Regions from separate parts of the Sus scrofa genome. Here region 1 is linked to region 2. Evidence: chromatin contacts called from public HiChIP or PLAC-seq data. All regions are on one chromosome and are shown on one strand. The core of a region is the stretch at or near the end of the contact, and the rest is flanking DNA. Distances in the headings are between cores, read along the strand shown.

Region 1 (3,529 bases), core at 131-2,630, 81 kb before region 2:
GTATCCTACGTAGGACAGAGAGAGGCTAAAATGCAAATCCAGTCATCACTGCCCACTTGAAACCCCATCGTGGTTTCATACTGCACTGAGGATAAGGTCTAAATTCCTTCAAGAGACTACTGTTCCCAACTTGTCTTTCCAACCTCATCTCTGTTACTCATCCCCCTCCTTCCTCCCGGCCCCCATTCCCTCTTAAAGTGAACACAAACTATCTGTACGTCAAGCATTTTCTTGTTAAAGGTTTGTCGAATGACTAGATCCCCACCGGACTCTGCTTAACAGCTCATCAAGCCTCCCTCCTCCCCAGTCTTGCTGTTCTTCAAACTCAGAGCCAGTTTCTGGACTTTCTCAGGGAGGCCTTCACCCACCTTCTCAGGCCTCAGTCCTATGGCCCGCTTCCTCCACTGAGCACAAGCGCAGGGAGAGGTCTTTTCCCGTTCGATTACTTCCTTTCCCTGGCAAGCGTTAAGAAAAGGTCAAGCGGAGGGTAAGGGGCAGGGACTGCTGGGTCTGCCTGCAGCCAGTCAGATGTGGGGCTGGTCTCGGCTACCCGAGTTGTGTGCCCAGGGACGAGGTAAGCGCGACCCTCTCCAACTTTGGCTTCCTCCCCGGAAAACAATGAATGAAAATTACCCACCACGGAGGTGCTGAGAGAGGTGGACCTTAGATATGCAAAGCACTGATGCTAGCACTTCAATGGGAACTATTCTTACTTTAATCACTCAGAAACAGAAGTTGCTCCCAAGAACCCTAGGAAATTCTCCGAGCACTGTCCATGGTACGCGGTTTCCCAGTTGCTCGATGGGTGGCCCCGAGAGCCACCCTTTTTTACTACGGAGGCGTGCCAAGTTTCGTTTCTTCTCAGGGTGGTGCGGAAGCCGTCTTCCCAGACGGCCCCTCTCCGGGCCCCAGGTGGTGCCCGCGGCGGAGCACCAGAGTGACCGGGGTCCCCTGTATTCCTCTCCCCAACACACACCTTATCCTCCAGCCTGGGTTCCCAGCGCCATCCATCAACCCGTTGAGTCACAGCCGTCTAGGGAGCCCTCCCGCAGCGCCGCCCGCCGGTCCGACCGGGAGCGCTGGAAGCCGCGGTAAAACTGGGGTTGGCTGGGCTCCGCCAGCCCCAAGCCCACGTGCTCCCGGCCGCGGCCACCAGGCGCCGCCCTCTCGCTGGGCGCAAAACGGACTACATTTCCCAGGGTGCAAAGCTGCGGGGCCTTTGGCTCGGCGGGGGCCTAGAGCGGCGCGCCGCTCCGTCGCCTGCTCGGGGGCGCGCGTGTTGGCGCGAGGACGGGAGCGGAGACCCGGAATGAGTTGCCGCGCAGTTCCGCCGGGCCGTGCCGGGCTGCGCCGGGCCGGGTCGGGTCAGGGCAGGCGAGCCGGGTCGGGGGGGACGGCGTCTGTGTCGGCGGTGCCGAGGACAGGCGCTCGGGGCAGCCCTCACCTCTCTGAGGTCCCCGCCCCGTCCCGGCCGGGCCGGCTCGCCTGTCAGTCACTGGGGCGGAGGCAGCGGCGGCAGCGGGGCCGGAGCTCGGCGGTGAGAAGAGCGCGGGCCGGGCCGAGCGGAGGGAACCTGCCGCAGCCCCTCAACTCTCCGGACTCTTCGCCCCAGACCTGCGAAGCTGCAGCCCCGCGCTTCGTTGGACGCCTGCGTAACCTGCGAAGGGCTCTTTCCCCCGTGACCCCCCAGCCCCTTGACCTCCTCTTAGGACCCGAGAGCTCACTCAGAAGAGGGTGTTGTGGGTACAGGCCATCGACCCTGTGACCCTTGGCGGGCCGGGGCCTCGGTTTCTCCCAGGCCTCCCTCCCCTGTGACTCTCTCCTCATAGATTCCGGGGACAGAGCCTTGACCTACCACTAGGACCCCTCGCTTGCGAACTCCGCACCGGTGGCTTTCTCCTAGGAGTGCCCCTCCGTGGGTCTTCTCCGAAGGGCACCCCTTTTGGCCTTTGGCAAGCCCCCCGCCCCCCACCGAGGTGGGGAGGCCTCGGCAGCCATGCTCGCCCTGGGTCCCCTGTCACCCCAGCTCTCCCTGGGCACCCAAGCCGGGGTCTAGCAGGGGGGCCAGCAGCCAAGAGGCTGGGGCAGGAGACAGGTCACGGTCCACCTCCCTGCTGGGGAGGGAGCAAAGATGGAGCGGCGGGAGGAGCAGCCGGGGGCTGCAGGGGCTGGAGCGGCACCAGCCTTGGACTTCACTGTGGAGAACGTGGAGAAGGTATGAGGGCCCTGGGGTGGGCACTCCAGTGACAGAGCAGAAGTTCTGGGGACAGACACTAATGCCAGAGCCTAGGCCTGGGCTGGGTGCCCGCTGGGAGGGTGCCTCCAGAGCACCTGGCATTTGCTGTCTTTCTGGGCAGCAGTAGCCTCTCAATAGGCTATTTTTGGCCTTTCTTTGACCTGGGTCCTCTGTGGATACTCTAGGGTCTCGGGATGGCCCCCCCAGGGTGCTCCCCGTGTAGCTCTCCAGCCAGACTGGCTCTCCTCCAGCTCCATGGGAACTGCAGGAGCAGTGCAGTAAGAAATCAGGAACCCAGGAGACCTGCAGCTCAGTCCTCAGAAACCATGGCGATGCTGAACCCTCCTGGACCTGTTCTGTTGAGCCAAGGGCTCAGAGAATAACCTGGAGCTAAAACGATCTGGATGGTGCTTTCACTCTTCCTTGGGGAAGGGGCCTTCGTTTATTGGACCGAAGCCAGACCACTCCTGGTTGGTCCCCTTTATTTTGCCCAAGGGGCCTGGTCCTGCTGGCAGCTCCAGGGGCCTTCCCTACTCACCTGCCCGCATGGCTTCCTGCCACGGCACTCCCAGGCTCTCCCCACTGCCCAGTCCATCTTTTTTTTTTTTTTTTTTTTTGAACTTCTTTTTTCCTGGGCTCTGCCCCCAGAGGCTTGCCATGCAGACATGCATGTCCCCTGGGATGAATGGGGAGATGGGGCTCCCTTGCTGGAAAGCAGAGAACGGTTGCAGATATTCATTTGTCATTCTCGAGCCCTGTGCGCCATACCAAATGGTGAGGATGCGTCTCTCTGCTTCTGTTCTCCGCCTGCCTCAGCATCCCCGGGGAGCCAGACAAGGGACAGTGGCCATAACGGACTGTCAGAGGTACAGACGGGGCTGAGCCTCCTTGAGTGGAGCCTGCGTTGAGGGGGAGAGGTCTGGTCTCCCTCTTCCACCCCCCCGGGGCTGGGCAGTGTTGGCATGGTGGCGCACTGTTCCATGTGCTACCAGGGAGATAAACGGCTGTTTTCTTACTGTGTGAAGTCCCAGTGGAATGGGGACCCTGGGGGTTTGTCTAATTGAGAGCTCCAGGCGAGGCATTTGCCAGGGCTGCAGGCCAAGACTGCTCTGGCCAGCTTCTTGGACCCTCTCCTGTGCTGTCTGAGGCGTGTTCTCACCCTCCCCTCCCTCCAGTTTGTCTCTGCCTAGAGCTGCCTAGCAAAGTCTTAGTCCTGCTCAGATTTCACAGTGGCTTTGGTGCCGGCATCTGGAGTGACCTGGGGGTGATTCTGGGGGATGCTAAATGGGGCCG
Region 2 (3,690 bases), core at 257-2,756:
GGCCGGGGCACTTGGGGGGGGGGGCTGAGGCTGGAGTTAGCCTGCCAGGCCCCCGGCCTTCTGCGCCTGCGTTCCCCCTAGAGAGAAGTCAGAGCAAATTCCATTCCCTTTGGAGCAGCGCCGCTAGGGACTGTGGGCACAGCTGGGTAAGGCCTGGGTCCTACTCCTTGGGACGCGAGGCCTGGGGGTCCTTTCTCCACTGACCCTCCCCTAAATTGGTTTGGTCAGCTCTATGCTGGCCATATTGTTACAGGGGCTGCAGATACCAACCTGGACCCCCACTTACCTCCCCAGGGAGACAGACCTGGGTTCCAGTTCCAGCTAAAGCAGAGACTTTGGCAGAGGGAGCTTTGCGGAGCCTGTTTCCTGTCCTGTAAAATGCACAAAACATATTGCTCCAGGCTGCCTTTGGGCAGCAATACTTGGCGGTTGGTGGAAAGGAGCTCCCATATTTGCTTACCTTAAGAGCCACCAGCTTTCAAGAAGAAGGGGCCTTTCGTACTGGCTGTCAGGGAACCACTGTTGCCCCCCGGCAGAGTGCCCTCTGCTCAGGGAGGGCACCAACCTGGAGAGATGGTCTCTTCTCTGCACCCTGATTCTAGCCTCACTGTCATCTGGCCAGGAAACCAGTTTTATTTGTTCCCTGGGGATAGTCAGCCTCTAAGAAGCTGATTCACACATGCGAAACTCCCACAAGATCAATTGAAGAGTGAGATTCCACGTTATTAATTTACTGTCAGAGGCACTGGGCAGTATAACAGGTGTCAGGCACAGACACTTCTTGCCAAGGCAGTTCTCAGGCTACACATGCCGTCCATTGCACAAGGCATCCCCCCCGGGCTCTGCCAACTCGGAACTTATAACCTGTTCACATTAGGGATGTAATCAGATCTGGGGAGGTCTGGAGACATTATTCTCATCAGCAAGATTATTTTCATTGTTACTTTGTTCCCAAACCTGGCAGGTATAGCATGTTTGTGATTTTTATTCTCCTGTGAACGAGTTGCAGGTGTCTTGTGTGCGCGCACTCGCCGCTCCCTGAGCAGGCTGTGGAGCCTGTGCCCCCTGCCCCCGTGGATTTGTGTAGGTGGATCTGTGTTTGTGGAGGAGTGACAGTGGGCACTGCAGCAGCTCTGTGTAGTGGTATGTATGGGTGTGCGTGCCTGGCTCTGGGTGGGGGCCGGCACGGGTGATCCAAGCCCCACCCCACCGCATAGGACGTAAATTTAATTGCTGGTCTCTCCCTCCTTCCCTCCCTCCCCCTGGGGCTTGTCAAAAAGGGCTGCCACACGGGGAAGGCGGGAGGGAGGCTGTTGAAAGAGTCCCCAGGTAGTGGAATGGGGTGAGGAAGAGGCTGAGACGATGGCAAATGGCCAACTTTCCTCCAGTAGACTGGGGGTGGGCTGGGGGCTGCGAAGAGGGCACTGAAGATCAGTGAAGCTTCTGGGACTGCCATGGCCAGGGACAGTGGGGCGTCCCCCCTCACGCTTCGGACTCCATATGAAGGGAGACAGACAGACTGCCAGATGCTCACTGCCAGTCTCCCAGAGACTGTCAAGACCTGTGGCTGGGGGTCGGGGGGAGGTGGGGGTGGAAGAAGAGGGGGGGGTGCTCAGAATTCAGTCCCCTGAGCCTCTATTCGGGAGAAAGAGTTTGGGGATTAATCTGGGGACAGGGAGGCAGCCTCACGCTTTAACCCATGCGGTGGGTAAAAGAGATTTTTCCCTGGGGTGTCTGGGCAAGTTGGAGACGTTGCCCGCGTGGGTTGTGCCAGGCAGCTGATGTAACACAAAGCATGTTTGCGTTCATCTGGAGAGATTTACAGATGTGTGTATGTTACCCACCTTGATCTAGAAAGGGCTTCAGGCAGCCACACAGTGAGTTGAGTCCCTGGGAGAAGCTTATGTGAAAAGGTTCTGGTTTGAAAAGCCGTCTCCACGAGGCAGGGACTAAAGTAGCCGTTTTTTTCCAACCAGAAGGAGGCCCCAAGGGAGGTAGGTTTGGGCCTAGCCCAGGTCAGAGCTGGGATGGCCTCCATCCCCAGCTGTGAGCTCCCGGCCCTGGGCAGCTGGCCCACGGGGTGGGAAGGGCACCGGCAGCCTGGACCACTGTGGGGAGAGGAGGGGCATTGGGCCAGAGGACCGAGAGGAGGACTGATGGGGTCAGACATCTTCGCTGGCTGGTGAGCTTCTTCCTGGGGCAGGGCAGCAAGAGGAGGGGCAGCTCGGTGGCTGGGCCCCACCCACTGCGGGCCAGGGCGTGTCTCAGGAGCTCCAGTTGCAGCGCTATTTCCTGGGAGGGCTGGGCCCGGGGTCAGATCCCCTAATGCTGACTGGTTTCACTTGTCATCATCAGCCTGCAAGATCAAGGCCTCTGCTGGGCCCCGGGGGAGTATGCTTAGGTGTAAGTCTGGTGGGATAGGATAAGACCAGACTCGCGCCGCTTCTGGAAGGCACTGTGGCAGCTGGCAGCGCTGGGCACCTTGGTGGAGGAGTGCTGAGGGGCCCTGCGGAGATGGTGGGGGAGGCTGGATGTGGCTTTGAGTTGCAGCCTGGCCTGACAGGGCGTGGAGCCCCAGCCTCAGCAGCTGGGCTCTGCTCTCAGATTCTTCCTCCCTTGAACTTGTAGTGGTCAGTGCCTGGCACCTTCCCCGCCCTGTCACAATGCAAGGGAGTGGGATAGATCGGTTCCAGACCCAAGAGCTGTCTCTGGGGCACCACGTGCCCTTCAGGCCATCCTGTTGTGCTTTCTTTGGCCCTGGTCCACGGGGACAGCATGAGCCAATTATGGGAATCGGAGCAGGGTCCAGACTGGATCCCAGCAGCTACAGGTAAAATTAGGCACACAGCTCAGAAACACTGACTTTGGCCCTGCCTGGGGTGCAGCCCTGATTTCCAGAGCATTTCAATGTTCCGATTCTTACATATCTTGGAAATCCCAAAGTCCAGAATTCCCATTGCCAGAGCCCCCAACCCTGCCGAGAACCTGAAATCCAGAGTTCTCCGCACCCAGAGCCCCCGTGTCCACCACCCAGGGGGCCTAGTGCCCAGGGGGCCTGACAACTTGACCACCTGATGTCCCTAACGTCCAGCTCACAGGGGGCCCATGTCCCACTTCACCGGAAAGGAAGCTGGAGCGGCGGGAGCGGTGGCGACCCGGTCGCTTCAGGGCAGGCATTATCTGCGGAGTGGCCCTCGAGGAAGCTGGGACGGGGTGGTGCTGGAAGCGGAGGCGATTACTTCCTCGATGGATGCTCCGTCGGCCTCCAGCCCCGCCCCCCAGTCACGTGACCCCATGTAAGTGAATGTCCATTTACTCACCCCGTCTGAGTGTGCATCCACCCTGTGCTGGGAATTGAGCCCATTTCGAGGAACTCAGCCTTGAGAGAAAAGGAATTCCTGCTCTCCTTTGTGGAATGTGAGACCGTGTCACACCCCAGTGTGGGGCAGCCCATCTCTGTAGCCAGTGTGTGGCCAAGGGCGTAGCCTTGAGAATGAAGGGTTGCGGGCCTGTGATAGGGTCGTGAGCACAGACTGTCTGCAAGTGGACATGCCTGACCGTCAGAGCGGGCCGGCCCGAGTCTCCGTCTGGCCACCCTTATCATCCCTCCTGGCTCCCTGCTTTCCTAAGGGGCGGGATGGAAGGGCTCTGCCCCAGGATCAGGCCTCCCTGTGGGAAGCAGGGGGCCGG

What was found. HiChIP or PLAC-seq counts read pairs in DNA pulled down with a chosen protein or histone mark.
Region 1: an H3K27ac HiChIP or PLAC-seq map of alveolar macrophages shows a contact between it and region 2. The contact joins the promoter of IPO13 here to the promoter of SLC6A9 in region 2. A contact is called at or near these places in 2 of 47 Hi-C or Micro-C datasets (embryonic fibroblasts and skeletal muscle) and 1 of 2 datasets of contacts at active chromatin or transcription factors (alveolar macrophages).

The regions. Positions count from the first base shown.
Region 1 is chr6:167,345,656-167,349,184 of Sscrofa11.1, reverse strand. It overlaps IPO13 (importin-13), which reads left to right and starts at 1,380. Exons shown (of 19, transcript XR_298727.3): 1 at 1,380-2,215.
Region 2 is chr6:167,265,009-167,268,698 of Sscrofa11.1, reverse strand. SLC6A9 (sodium- and chloride-dependent glycine transporter 1) reads right to left here and starts at 1,506. Exons shown (of 15, transcript XM_021096817.1): 1 at 461-1,506; 2 at 287-371.